2 separate regions of the Mus musculus genome follow, and region 2 is linked to region 1. A link is a contact called in public Hi-C data. All regions are on one chromosome and are shown on one strand. Each heading gives the region's core, a stretch centred on a gene start, on an enhancer-like site or on the middle of the called end of the contact. The rest is flanking DNA. Distances are from core to core; before and after follow the strand shown.

Region 1 (7,363 bases), core at 1,625-4,124:
CAAGTGTCAGTTTGCTCTGAGCCTCTGCCCTTGACTGGAAGCTGGGGTTGTAGTTCTGAGACTGGGGTGTGAACCTGAGGTGGAGATCTCACAGGACTCAGCCCCAGCAGGCTCCTAACACCCTCAAACAGCATCCGACCCCTGTGTATGCAGCAAGGGCCACCCTGCAGCACGGCTTCCCTCCCTCCTTCTGCATCTGCCCCATGCCCTCTTGGGTACTGTCTGTCTAGAATTCGGAGGTGAGGAGGCAGGGCCATCAGCAAAAGGCTGTGCGGCAGCAGAGGTGACAGGGTCTGAAGGGAGGTGGCCACAGCCGTGAGGTACAGGCCTCTCAGATACTAAGTGGCAGAGTTCACTAACACACTGCAGGGTGCCTAGGATTTCCTGATGGGAAGACATTGAAATCTTTGGGGACCAGCTTCTCTTTACCTCAGGTTTTCCCACTTGGCCCCATTTATGTGTTGATAAGGGAGTAGAGGATAAAATGCCTTAGAAATGGCAGATTTTCAACACATGCTTTCCTTATGGACTTCTTACATTCAAACCATCTCTGTGGGAGGCAGCATCTTCCCTTGGGGAGGCGGGGGGGGGGGTGAGAAGGAGGCGGGGCAGAGGCTGAGTTTTGGTGAGGGAGGGATTTATATCAGATTGGAGGCTAGTCACGGGGAAACCTGGGTACCACAGGCTACCTAAGAACCCTTGTTTTCACAATGGGCTTCTTTCCCCCACTGAAATGACAAGGGCTCCTCTATCCCAGAGGGAGGGGCACTAGCACCTTTGCAGACTCCTCCCTAATCCTTTCTTTAAAAGGAATGCCTAGAGGCTGTGTAGAAGAGAAATAAAGAAACTAAGAACACAGCCTTTTAAGGCACCTAGAGAACCCACCACGGTCCTGAGTCTACAGCTGTCTCTCCAGCCCTACAGTGAATGCTCAGCAATAAACCTGTCATCATGGCCCCTAAGTCTAAGTACCGCTCCCTGCCATCAGAGTCTGGGTGTTTGTGTTGGTCTTACAGGCAGCAGGTACAGCTGACTGACAGTCACCTCTCTCAAAAACACCAGTTAGTGTCCCCCCAGTTTGGATTCTGTGCCTAGCCCAGCCCCCCACAACTTCCCATATGCTCGAAGAAGCTACCTTCTTTCCTTAGATGGACTCTCCCACCTTTCTGTCTCTCGTCTCCCTCCCACTGCTAGCCCTGGAACAAACCCCTCCCTCAGATGCCACGCCTGGGCAGGGCCAGCGAAGGGGAAGGTCCCAAACTCCTGGGAACAGCCTCCAGGTTCACCTCCACCTGCTTGGGTGCGGTGGTATGGGGAACGGGAACCTCTGGGGTCCAGGAGAATCCCCAGGAGGAGTCAAGTCCTATGCCCTTGGCCCGGCAGCCCCCTCGCCCACCCAAGTTGAAAGAGACAAAGTTCAGGCTCCATGGAGCCAGGGTTAGGACTGGGAGCAGAAGCTGTGGAGACCAGACTATGTGTGACCTTGGCAAACTCCTCTCCTTCAGGGCAGAATTCGGATTCACACCGGGGTGGTTAGCGATACTGGTGGGGTTCAAAGTGCTTCCCTTCCCACTAACTGCTCCCTCGGGTCCGCGAAATTGAGAAGCGAGCCCCAGATGCGCTCCAGGCGAGCTGGAGAGGAACCCAGGGGCTGCGCGCTCTGCCAGCCTAGAAGCCTGGCCTGGAGACCGCGCACCCTCCCACTTTTCAGTACCTCTACTGAGGGACACGGGTACAACCCGGCGCGGTGGATCAGGCTTGGGTCCCCCACTTGAGCTCGGTACCCTACTGCCTGACCTTGGGCCTGTCACCACCACCACCACCACCACACACCAGTCTCTCGTCTCCACCCTAAAGACGCTAGGGACTCTTATCTCGTAAGAAACACCGGGTGGAGGGTGCTAGCTCCTCCACTGCATCCTCAGTTTGCTGTTGACCTTGAACACCTGTCCCACCTTCAGAACCTCAGTTTCCCCACCTTCTCCATAGGAAGAACGTTAAACTCCTGCCACCTCCAGTGCTGCTGGCAGATGTGTCTCCAACCCAATGGGGGACTCGTGGTGCCACTTACCGTCCTCCAGAGACGTGGGCGCTTGGCAGGGACCAAGGCGGCTGTGACCAGTAAGTGCGAGGCAGCCACCACCAGCCCGAAGCCGATGGCCAGTAGGCTGCGCACGGGCAGCAAGGCATAGGACACGAAGGTGACCAAAAGGAGTTGCCAAACCCCCTGCTCGGCGACCGTCGAGCCCATTGCGCCTCCTGCAGAGCTCCTCGCGGGGCCGCCCAGCGCGAAGGGGCAGCAGAGTAGCGCGAAGGTGAGGCTGAAGAACAGCGCCAGCTGACCGACCTGCTGCAGCTGGGACACCTGCAGGGATCGGACATTGGTGACCACGAACAGCGCCAGGAAAAGGATGCAGTGCACTGGGTGCGACCCCTTGGCGAGGCCCGGCGCTGGCCCCGGTGCGCCCAGCAGCTCAGCCAGCGCCAGGGCGCCCGCCAGTAGGCTGAGCACAGCCAGCGCTTTCAGCGTGGCCGCCTGCTCCAGCCGCAACGTGTAGCCGCGGAACAGCGCCTCCAGCTCGGGGCACGCGAACTCCTCGCCACACGCCCGGAACCCACGCCGGCCGCCCGGCCCGGCCGCCCGCTCTGCGCCCCCGGGCTCGCCCGCGCCTCCGCCGCCGCCTTGGCCGCGCGGCGCCCCCGCCATCTCAGCGCCATGCAGCGGCCGCGGCCACGGGCGCGCCCCTCGCCGGCCCGGGGCGCCGGGGCGCCGGCCGGCGGCCCCGGGGCGGGCGGGCGGCGGGCGGCGAGGCGCCGGGGCGCGGGGCGGGCGGAGTTGGGGCGCCGGCTGCCCAGCGCGCGCGCCCCGAGCGCGTCCCCTCCCGCCCGCCGCGCCTGCGCACTGGCGCCCGCCCGCGCCCCGGCAGTGGTCCTCTGCGGCGACCGTGCTGCGACAGGCGAGCCCCAAGAGCCCCGATCCTGGGCGGACAGAGTCCGCGCCCAACTCAGCGCCCGGGATCCCGCACGCCCAAGGGGCCACGTGACCTTGGGCACCACTCCTGACTCTTTGAGCCTCGGTTTCCCCTCCTATGTACAGTGGAGCCCACCCCTCTATGAGTCTTCGGAGGCGTTTAAAAAACGCAGAAATTCCCAGTAGAGGGAGGAACAGCTCTGTTAGATTTGTATCCCCTCCGCAAGCAGAACCAGGTCACCCAAGAGGAGCCCTCACTCAGCTCCCAAGAGGACCCCTCACTCAGTGCCCACCGAGAAACCCCGAGAATCCCAGGTCACACATGCAAGGCGCTTTAAGTGACTGATTTGCCCACCACCTGGGTGGGTAGTGAAAGCTTTGCCTATTGACCTGAGCAAGAATAAAGCCCTGCAATGTCCAAGGAAGCTGTGAGGTCTAGGTGCAGGGATGGGTGAGGGAGGGCTGAAAGGAGAGATAAAATAGCGCGGCTCTCTCCTTAAATAGGAGCTGGCCATGCAAATGATGGCGAGACGTTTACTTCCAGCTGAACAAGTGGCAGGGACAGATTCGCCTCAGTTGCGGATCTTGGTGATGTCCATTCACTAAGGGAAGGGACCGGACAGAATTTCATTCGGTGCTCACTCAGGATGGCCCCCTGAGATCGCTCCCCTGTTCTCCTTTAGAGAGAGTCCCAGAGGACCCTGAGAGTAGAACAGATGCCAGGAGCTTGTGCCACCTCTGGATCCCACGGGTGCACCAGGAACTGTCTCTCACAAAATTTTGCAGCCCATATGCTGTTCTTCCTACTAGAGGCCCCGCTTCCAAATTTTCACTTTCAGTCCATCCTGACCAGACTGTTTTAGAAGACCCTGAGAATTCCCAGGGTAAGAGCCTGTGCCCCCCCCCCCACACATTATATAGGTACAGGAATTAGGATTTGAGATTTTCTCTAGAATTAGTTTGAGCCACATGAACTTGTCGTTTTTACAAAAATCTTCCTACTCAACATCTCCAACAGTTCATACTGAAGGTTTGCTGGAACCACTTGAAAACCAGTTAATCCCTGTTCTTGGAGCGGACTCCCGCTGTAAGACACTCCCAGCTCAGAGCCTGCCTGGCCCCAGTCAGCACCCAAGCTAACTGTTTTCACCCCAGTCCCTGCTCCTTCCATGAAGGTTCACACCTACTGCTCTGCAGCCTCATTTTCTGGTCATTTCTCTCTCCGTGTTCTTTTGGCAGAAACCCACGGAGAGCGTCAGCTGATGCTGAGAAGATGGTCTGGCCCCATCCTTAGGGCACTGCCTTGAAAAAGCATCCTTGTCATCACCTGATTCCCAATTGTCTCTAAATACTATCAAGTCTGCAAGATTCTCAACTCTCCACATTAGGCATAGAGTCACTTGTTACTTGATGTTGTGTGCTTTTTCTACCCTAATGATTTTATTAAAGAACATCTGAAAAATATCCTGACTACATGAAAAAGAAAGACTCATAGTGAAGTCATTTAAATGCTAAGTTCGTAAGTAAACCTCACCCACTTGCTTTTCTGTGTTGGCTTCCAGTTCTCCCCTTGGTCAAGGCTGCTTGTTTGTTTGTTTGTTTGTTTGTTTGTTTGTAAGCCAGCATCAATGCCTTTCAAGTGAACCTGGAGGAACCTATATTCAGGTTTGGAATTAAGGTGAGTCATGGCATGACCCTTTTTGCTCGCTGCCATAACTGCCCAACTTCTTATGTCTGTCTGTTACAAAGCATCTTGGAAGATAGCCTTTGTCACCTTTGTTTTGTTGGTGCGCAGAGGCTGGCTGAGTCTCACAGTCTAGAGGGAGCATGAAGCTTCTCACGTCAAGCCCTGTTGCACAACCTCAGAAGGCAGGAGCATCAATAATTGCTATTGTTGTTATAGACGCATACACTATGTGCCAGGTTGGAAGAAGGGCTTCAATGGACAGTTTGCAGACACAAACAGGAAGGTTATATGTAATACAGTGGGAGCCAAGGTGGTGTGTACCTCCCATATAACTGTTATAACTGTGGTCATTATAAAAGGGGAAAGACTGGGCACAGATTCATACACGGAAAGCATCATGAGTGACACTGCCCCAAGTCAAGGATCTACTAGCGTGTCCAGAGAAGGGCCGAGAACAAATCTCCCCCCAACAGGAGTACCTTCCACTCCAAAAGATGTGAGCAATTAAAGGGACACCGTGGCCAACCATACATGTGTGTATATAGGCCTGAGAGGCCAGATCTTGGTCCCTTCCCACTCACTACAGCATCACTCTTCTCCCCCGTCTGCTCCATTCACCCTCTAATAAATAGCTAAATTTCATTTAGTTTTAAAACTCACAGGGCACTTTCAGCACTTTTGTCCCATGGAAGGGTCTCTCAGGTCCAGAGTGTTCTCTTCCATCCATACAGGAGAATGTCACTGGTCATCCTCTGGCTTGTCACTCTTACAGAGCCTACCTATTTGTTTTTGTATTGATTCATTGAGACTTCACAGGACAGGATTATTCTGGTGATGCAGAATGGGCCTGGACTGACGTTTTAAGTGATCAAACACACACATGAAGGTCTCAGAATAGTGGAGCAGTCAATGTCTTTGACATGCTAGGCTCACGTGAACTCAAGTGACCTTGACACACTAGGCTCAAGTCTTAAGTGAGCTGATCCCTGCTGTGGATCCAGTGAAGGCTCAGCCCATCTGACCCAGCCCGAGTTCATGTCAATGATAGCAAGTTATGAGACTTCGTGGCTCTTTTGTGTGTGGAGCTGGGTACTGAGCCAACATCGGGGGCACCCTTGCTAGCTATGTGACTTTTAGCAAGTTCAGCATCCTGTCTGGAGTCTGACTGTGAACTATGGATTTAATGCCTAGCAAAACGTGGAAGGAGGGCGTCATGAACACACAGACTGCCCTTCTGATCCACAAAATAAAGACAACTTTTCCTCTACCAAGTCAGTGTTCCATATACATACACGTGGACAAGACTCATTCAGATTCTTGATTCTGCCATCAGAACAGTGTCCCTAGTAGCCAGAGAACTCACCTAGTTCTGATTGCCTCTGACTGCAGTCAGGGATCAGCATTTGGAAGGGGGTGTACCATAGTTTATTCCCACTCCATATTTGGAGACCAAGTTCCCCTGTGAACCTGTAGGGAGATTAGTGTCTACTTTAATTGCCTTTGAGCCACTGCCAACATGAGCTTGGCCAGGAAAGAAGTTGCCAGCTCTGTGACTATAGGATGCTCCGTAAAGTTAATGATTTTATGTGATCAAATGCACACATGAAGGTCTCGGAATAGTGGAGTAATCAAAGTGTTTGACATGCTAGGCTCAAGCCTTGATCAAGCTGATGCCTGCTATGGGTCCAGTATGGTTTGTCTTCACCAAAACTCATGTTGGGGCTTAATTAATCTATGTAGTAGCATTCAGATGTAGGCTTTAGTGGGAGATGTGTGGGTCACGGGAATGGAGCCCTCAGAAATGGAACTTTAGGGACAGTTAGCTGTTCTGCCCGTTTCCCAGCTCCCGTTCAGCCACACCCATTCCTTCTTCCACTTTATGCCATGTCTGGATCAGTATGAGTCTTTCTCCTGAAACCCAAGAGTCTGGCATTGTGTTCTTAGATTCCCAGCTTTCCAAACTATGAGCCAAATAGCCCCTGTTTCTTTATAAAGTCTTAATCCTTGGGTCTTCTGTACAGCAACAGAAAAGGACCAGGACAGTCCCTAGCTTGCCAATTCCATCTCACATCTCCCAGATTCATATCTTCCTGCTCCACCCCCACGCCCCCACCTCTGCACACGTACACACACCGCATCTCTGCCCTTCTCAGTGTTTGCTATGTACTCCTTCGGAGCATCAGGGCACAGGAAAGGGATTTCTACTTCACACAGCATCCATCAAAAATCCTCCCATACATCTGTTTAGGACTCTTTCTTTCAAAAGGACAAAAGCCTTAGGCTGCCTTCATCTGAAACAGAGAAGAGCTGGCTCTTGTGATTCAAGGTCTGGAGTGGTCACAGCTGTGTCCATTCTGAGCTCCAGAGCCTGGAAATTCTACATATGGGACTCCCGCTGCCACCTGCCAGACCTGGAGATGACCACACTAGCAGGCGGGAAGTGGGAGGTATGGGCTCTTTTTATTTATTTGTTTGTTTGTTTGTTTGTTTGTTTATTGCTCCTGGGCCTGGGGACAGTGCCCAGGAATTAAAAATCTGGAATTGAAATATAACATGTTCCGGCACTCTAGGCAGAGCTGCAGCTGCACAAGGAGGTGTGGTTAACAAACAACAGACAGGGAGCATAGCAGGCAGAATCCAGGTTCAATGACTCTGCCACTTCAACCATCAGTGTCTTCTGATGTCCCCTGTGTCTCAGAAAGACG
Region 2 (7,363 bases), core at 1,686-4,185, 97 kb before region 1:
TATTTATACCTGGTATTATACTTTAGCACTAATATAAGTGGCATTATGTCTGGAATTTCAAATAGCAACTGTTCATTGCTATTATAGAGAGAAGGACTGACTTTTACATGTGAACCCTGGATCCTGCCTCACTCATTTGTTCACTGGTTAGGAGTGTCATGTACCCATCCCCCACCCACCCATCATCACTCATTTGTTCAGCCTTTCCACATATATTATCATGTCATCTGCAAAGACGGATAATTCTCTTTCTTCCTTCAAAATCTATATGTGCTTTATCTCCTCTTGTCCTAGGGCCTTAGCTAGGACTTCCAGAACGCTGTTGAATTTAAGTGGGTATGAGTCAGGTATCCTGGTGTGCTCCTACAGTCCTGGGAATCAGGAGACGAAGGGAGAGGGATTGGGATTCATTGCCAACTTGGGCTACATAGTGGTTCAAGTCCCAACTAGACTATTTAGCAAAATCCTGATTTCAGTACGAATATTAATGCTGATGAGAAGGGATATTCTTGTAATGCTCCTGATCCCGAGCTGGCAAGTTTTATCTCCATTAGATACAACGCTCAGCTATAGGGTTTTTATTTGTGTTCTTTGTCAACTTAGAAGTCTCCTTTTTTTTTCTGATTTTAATCACGTTTATTCAGGAATGAGTCTTGGATCAAATGGATTTTTGCATTCGTTTTTTGGATCTTATGTTGATCGGGTAAATTTCACAAATTCATTTTGGAATATTAAACCAGTGTTTTGTACCTGGAATAAATCCTACCTGTCCCTCAGGTAGGATTCACTTTACTTAGTGTTTGACTCTATTTGCTAATGTTTGATGAGGAGTTTATGCATTTGCATTTGTGAGAGGCAAATAGTGACCTGTGGCTTTTCTTCCCTGTGATGTCGTTGTGTAGTTTTGGTATGAGGGTGTGGCCTAGGATGAGTCTGAAGCCTTCCCTCTGCCTGTCTCCTGGAAACAGCTGGAGGTGACTGACAGCATTCGTTCCTTAAATGTTTGGCAAAATGATCCCTGCTCTGGGACAGTGTCAATCATGGAATCAATCTCCTTTGGAGCCTCAGAGCCATGTCATTTTCACAATTCTACTGGGTGGGAGTCTGGGGGGGTCGTTTTCAGCATCCCAAGTCTTGGAGCAAAGGGAGGTATCTGGTGAGGAGGGCTTAAGGGCTTTTCTAAGATTGGGTATCTAGACAGAACCAGCCAATGGCAAGATAGCGTAGGATCTTCTTCCCTAGTCAGGCGTAGAGGAACTAACGCCAGTATGGGGCCCTGACCTGGCCCATGCCTGAACCAGTGCCCTAAGACCTGCTTACCCTGGTTCCTGCTGTGGGCGCCAGCCCCACGGCAGCCATGTAAGTGCTCCCAATGGTCTTAATCTTCTCCAGGTCCTTATAGAAGTCCTTGTCCATGAGCTTTGTTTAAAACACAAGAAAACTGTTAATATCACGAGATGTCATATAGCCAACATCCACTAGGGGGCAACAGAGGAGGTGGCCATCAAATTGTGCACAACAGCTCCTCTGGTCTGTTTTGGGTCTGTCACTCTGCATGAAAGAGGCATCCAGGAAGTACAGCAAGATACAACCCCTGTCTCTGAAGCCAAGCTCACTGTCACCAAGGAAAGAGGCTCCAGGGCTGGGGCAAACACAGTGCCTGGCTGGGGAAGGTCCAAGAAGTTCCTACCTGCCCTCCAAGAGTGAACGCTACCCAGCCCTTTGCCCTCTCCTAGAGCCAAGATGCTCTGTCCTGGACCCTACTGGAGACACAGTGGACACAGCAGGATTTGGGTCCATGGAAGGTCATCCTTGCTACCCTGTGAGTGGATGCTGCAGCCTCACCTCATCAAAGTCGGCAATGATCTCGTTGAGGAGCCGCAGACACTCAACACCCATGTTGTTGCCATCCAGTTCTATGTAGAAGTCATTGAAGTTGGGGATGGAGGCAAACATGACGCCCACCTGGGAGTAGGACTGGTAGTAGAGGTCCTGCAAAGGCAGGAGGGGTCAGAACCACCGTGCAGTGCCAGATACGGCCAACCAACAAGAGCAGCTTTGGAAAGCCAAGCCATAGGGGAACCAACAAGCCAGGCCATAGGAGACAGGCCATAGGGGCCCAGTTGGTTCCACAGGTAATGCTGTGGGAATGCTGTGAGCTCCAGGTTGTACAGGGCACTGAATGGGCAAATCCTGGGTGGTCAGCTTTGTCCTTTTGAGCCTCCTAGGGGAAGAATAGCAGGGAAGAGGGCAGGGCTTATGAAAGCTGCACATTTCCTGGTTCTAAGGCTCAGCTGATTGTACAGAAACCACAGCAGCTGCTTCCGGCTGGAGGAGCTTAAGGCTGAACCCCCAGGCTTTGTCCCTTCCCCTAGAACTATAGAAGCCAGCCTGGACTTTTTTACTTTTCAGCTTGGCCTTTGTACGCATCTCCCTTATGCTGTGCTGGTGGCCATAGCAACTGCAGCAGGCAGGGCTGTGAGGAGCTCTGGCCAAACATTCCATGCAGAGGAGGGAAAGCGAATCCCCACATTTCAAGCAGACATAGCAACGGATAGTCAGACACATGAGCATGCTCTCCTTTTTCAGCACCTATTGACCCCACATTAGGGAAGCCATTTGAAATAATCCAGTCTTGAAAACGAATTTCTCCTCTCTGCATTTTGTTATGAACACTGCAGGCCAGCCCACGACGGAATGGAAGGGAGGGGAAAGAAATGCATACCTGCCAACCTAATTTCCCCAGAGTTTCCTGGTAGACCAGAAGTTATCCATTCCAGGGGAGCTGATAGCATGGCCAGGCAGAGCCGAGCAGCTAAATCAGGGCTTGCTAAAGGCCACAGGCAAAGCAGAAGGACACAGAGTGGGCCACACTGAGCTGCATTCCAGTGGCAGACCTGGAAGTCCTGCCAGCCAGCAGGCCCCATGGAGCCCTGGCACTCACTCACCATGTTCCGGGGATTGGACATGAGGAAGTGCTGTGCGACGTGAGCTGGCAGGAGATTGAAGAGGATCCTCTTGTTGTCCAGCTTGACTCTCTCCATGTCATCCCGTTCCTCCTCCGCCTGGGGGTCAGAGGTCATGAATCTCAACCCTCATGCTGCTCTCACCCTCCCACCATGACACCTTGATACAGGAAAGAACGGGAGTGATAAATTAATGATAAAGCATCTACCAATAAGCTTGCTTAGGGAATACTGAAGCACACAAAGTAGACTGTAGCTGAAGAAGCCCTACCTCTTATTCCCCTAGAAGTTGAGCACCACCCTAGGCAGGCTTGCTAGGAACGGCAGGAAACATCGTGTGCCTCTAACATAACTGAACTTCAGGCTTTCTGGGAATACATTCCTGCTAGGGTTTAGTTCACTAAGATTGTGGCCAACTAAGACCTATCTCCATATCAAAGAACACACCTCTACCCTGGCTCTATCACCAAGGAGAGCATACATCTGCCAGGCAGGATGACCTGGGGTAACAACTACTGGAAAGGAACAGCATTGCTCTACATTAAAAGTAACTGCGATCAGACTTGAAGTTTTCTGTCTCTGCTTAATTGCTCAAAGTGTAACTTTATATGTGGAATGTTGAAGCCTATGACCTATATAAGCTGTTAAAAGTTTCATGGCTGGTTTCTCGTTGGGTGTTAGCCAGAGCAGGATGTATGCTATTAAAGAGCTTTTTCCTTATTCTCTGAGTGTCTGGAGTAAATTCTCATGGGAGTGGAGTGGGAAAGGGGGGTGTAGCATGCTGCTTCAATGTCAAGGATCATCCATGCGGGGCTCTAGATGCATGGATGGTCCACATGAATACACTTCATCTTTCATACCAGACACAAAGACCAGAGCCTTAATGCAGGGTTGAGGGACTCACTACCCCACCATTGCAATTTTCAGTGTTTGAGAATGGTTCCCCATTTCCAGGGTCTAATTCCCCAGATCCCATCTCATAAATATCTCTTAGGAACCTATGTGGCCACCCCAGACTGCACCAGACCCAGACAGCCCTCTGATCGACCTTTCCCAGAACTTCTGTTGCCTCCACAAGAATTTGAATCCCACTGGCACTGAGACCAGAATGCTGGGCTGGGGTGGATCTAGGAGCACACACTCTCTGAACCACAAGCAGAAGATGAAGCCCTAAGAAGTGGACAAAAGGATGGCAGGAATAGCCAGTCCTAGCCTGCTTACCACGAACTATGGCCCTATAGTGCTAAGAAAAAAGTGTCAGGGCTGGCTCCATGTATGGGCCACCATGAGCCTTAAGGGATGCTGTCAGTGGGGTCTAGTGGCATATCATATGCCATAGTTTTCAGACGCAGAAGGTATCGCTGCTACAAAACTTAACCATTGCCAGGCAGGGTGGTGGTGCACATCTTTAATCCCAGCACTTAGGAGGCAGAGGCAGGCGGATCTATGAGTTTGAGGCCAGCCTTGTCTACAGAGCTAGTTCTAGGACAGCTAGGGCTACAAAGAGAAATCCTATCTTGAAAAACAAAAACAAAAAGCAAACAAAAAACTTGACTCTCTAAAGGATTTGGCTTGAGAAACGGTCTAGGTGTGTGTTGTTACCATTTATGAAACTGGTGTGGCAGAAATGCCACCATAGTGCTTTTGATGCTTGTGGCCTGCCATAGAAGACATCTGTCCTTTGGTGGGCAGTGATACACAGGACAGGGCAGACACATCTCCGTGCTATAGCATCTTGTCATCCATCGTTAGAGGCACTGTTCCTAGAGCTGTATTTTCAAAGGCTTTGGGGAGGGTTACCCTACTCTCTCTAGAGTTTATTTACCAGTTACACAGTTAGATTTCCTGGCATGATACCAAGAAGCAGTGATTCTAAGGAGCAATGTGAAGAGAGAGGGCGCAATCTAAGAGGTGTGGTGAGGAGCAGGGAGCACGGTGTGAAAGTCCAAGCTGGGTGCAGGAGCCCAAAGTGATTAAAAAACAAAAACAAAGCAAAACCAAAACCAGTGAATTAGCGTACTCCAATAGAAAGGGTTAGGTTGTAGTGTATAGAGACACAAGAAAGACACGCTTGGGCTTCAGACTCCAGGTCTAACCAGAAGGGACACTGGCCACCACTGCCCGGACAGACTGGAGCCAGCTCTGCAAACAACAGGACATGGCCACTGACAATTCTGAAGGGGGCTCAGGGTCCATGACCTCTGCTGGAAAGAGAACAACATCAGAGAGTTGGGCACACTTCTGCCCTGAGGGTGGCTCTCTGGCAGCAGGTTTCCCATAGGGTAAGTCTGTCACTTGCTTAGATGTCTCACAGGCCAGTAGCCCCTGACTTCTGGCCTCAATCTTTTTATCCCCCATTCCCATCAACATGACATTGTAAACATCCTCCTCATCGTGGAAAATGTATCACTGATTATATTTAACATGCTACATACTAATTACCCCAAAGGAAAGCTTTTAAAGGGTAAGATTAAGAGGAAAGACATATTTAAAAAACAGCTTGGTTGTATTAATGGCACAACAATATTTATCCTCCCCCAAATAATTATTGTCACTATCAATAATGCTTCAATAAAAACAACATAATTGAATATCCTTTGCTTAAAAAATAAAACACCCTTTAACAGTCTGTGACTTACAGGAGAGGGGATAGTAAAACACAGAATAGGAAAACAGAGGGGCCAGTACTGGAGTTGGAAAGAGGATGGACGCACGGAGAGGGGTGGAGGATGGGCCAATGCAGCGTCTGCAAAGGTTTAACCAAAACAAATGGCAAGTGGATGATCTATACCAAAACCTATGATCCCACAACCCAAGGGATAGGTTCAATCAGAGGTGACAGAAGCAGACCATGAAAGGAGATGGGGAACTCCACAGGCTAAAGGTTTAAGTGTGGGTAGGAGATGGAGAGACGGGGGTTATTAGTTGTTTTGTTTTATTTTTGAGACAGGGTCTCTCTATATAGTCCTGGCTGTCCTGGAGCTCACCATGTAGGCCAGAATGGCCTTAAACTCTCAGAGATCCGCCTAGCACTGCCTCCCAAGTGCTGGGATTAAAAGTATGCACCACTACACCCAGCCTGACACAAGAGTGTAAGATATGTTTTCAAAGAGAAGTCAAAACTTCCTTTATGGTTAATGATTAATACACTTGTGCACATACATGAAACTTCTAAAGACTAAAAACAGGATTTAAAACATCGAACTAAAATGAAAACTACTCCTGGCTTAGCGCTGCATTAAAAGATTTTGTTCTGGGGTCTGCTTGTACCAGCTTTTGGATTTAGGGACTGCTGGGGTCTTTGTCCTTCCCACATTAACACGTGTTAATAACTCCATAATAATAACTTTATTTTTATAAAGCAATCAGGAGTCGGCTTATGACATTTTTAACAAGATGAAAATCCACTGAAATTCTCTTAAGATTTTCCAGTCAGGAAACTCTGATTTTTAAGGAATAGCTTACTGGGTGAAACATTATTCTTGTCAGCAAGGTCACAGGAGAATCACACTGAATTGTTCCTGAACTGTGCTCTCAGCACTTCTTCAGAAGGCATCCCCTCCCTACTCGTGTGTGTTACACTTTAGAATTTATTGACCAGGCACATCTACCAACCACGATGTAGCATTTCCAAGGAGGTCAGATCTGGTGTGCTTGTAATTTTGGATAAAGAACAAAACAAGTAATATCCCAACCTGGCACTCCCTAGGATGCTGACATGCATAAGGGTGACGTCACCCTTTACCCTGACAAAACAATCTCAACCAGAGAACATCAGCAACTCCCCAAAACAGTGCTTGAACAGCATGTTCCTCATGATGGATCAGCTTACACAGCTGCCCCATCCTTCATCCTCCACCGTGATTCTTCTGAGGGTCACGGGGTGCCTGCCAAGGGTCTGACCACCACTTCACACCTCAATAGCAGGACAACATATTACTTGATTTTCATACAGTCACTAGAAAGGCACTTTCGAATGTCCTCTTTCTCTGAGTCACTAGTATGTTTCTTTGGAGACACCTCCAACTCTGGAAGCCATCTCTTCTAGAGGAAAGTCAGGGAAGGAAATGAACTATCCCTGTACACTATTTGGCTGTTTTTAGGTCAACTTGATACAAACTAGAGTCATCTGAAAGGAGGGAACCTCAGTTAGAAAATGCCCCCATAAGATCCAGCTATAAGGCGTTTTCTTACTTGGGGATTGATGGGAGAGGACCCAGCCCATTTTAGGTGGTGCCATCCCTAGGCTGGTGGTCCTATAAGAAAGCTACCTGAGCAAGCCATGGAGAGCAAGCCAGTACACAGCACACACACACACACACACACACACACACACACACACACACACACACAGCACAGCTTGGTTTCTGGTTCACATGAAATCACCTCCCAAGGAG

The links. Hi-C and Micro-C count contacts between places; a contact is called where the count stands out from the background.
Region 2: a contact with region 1 is called in a Hi-C map of cerebral cortex, with 2.2 times the contacts expected there. The contact joins the enhancer-like site here to the promoter of Adcy1 in region 1. A contact is called at or near these places in 1 of 39 promoter capture datasets (hippocampal neurons), 4 of 484 Hi-C or Micro-C datasets (cerebellum, cerebral cortex, nephron progenitors and 1 more) and 3 of 9 other capture datasets (adipose tissue, liver and pancreatic islet).

What each region holds. Positions count from the first base shown.
Region 1 is chr11:7,058,944-7,066,306 of GRCm38.p6, reverse strand. Adcy1 (adenylate cyclase 1) reads right to left here and starts at 2,874. Exons shown (of 20, transcript NM_009622.2): 1 at 2,072-2,874. The coding sequence starts at 2,707.
Region 2 is chr11:7,155,908-7,163,270 of GRCm38.p6, reverse strand. It overlaps Adcy1 (adenylate cyclase 1), which reads right to left. Exons shown (of 20, transcript NM_009622.2): 15 at 2,949-3,065; 16 at 1,846-1,992; 17 at 1,321-1,419. Among named protein-coding and RNA genes, the nearest start is that of Ccdc201, 29 kb to the left of the region's middle. Within about 2 kb of position 2,935, at least 71 of the 459 cell types and tissues checked have an H3K27ac peak or open chromatin away from gene starts, as enhancers often do. A contact at or near this core is called in adipose tissue, cerebellum, cerebral cortex and 2 more, where this site is marked.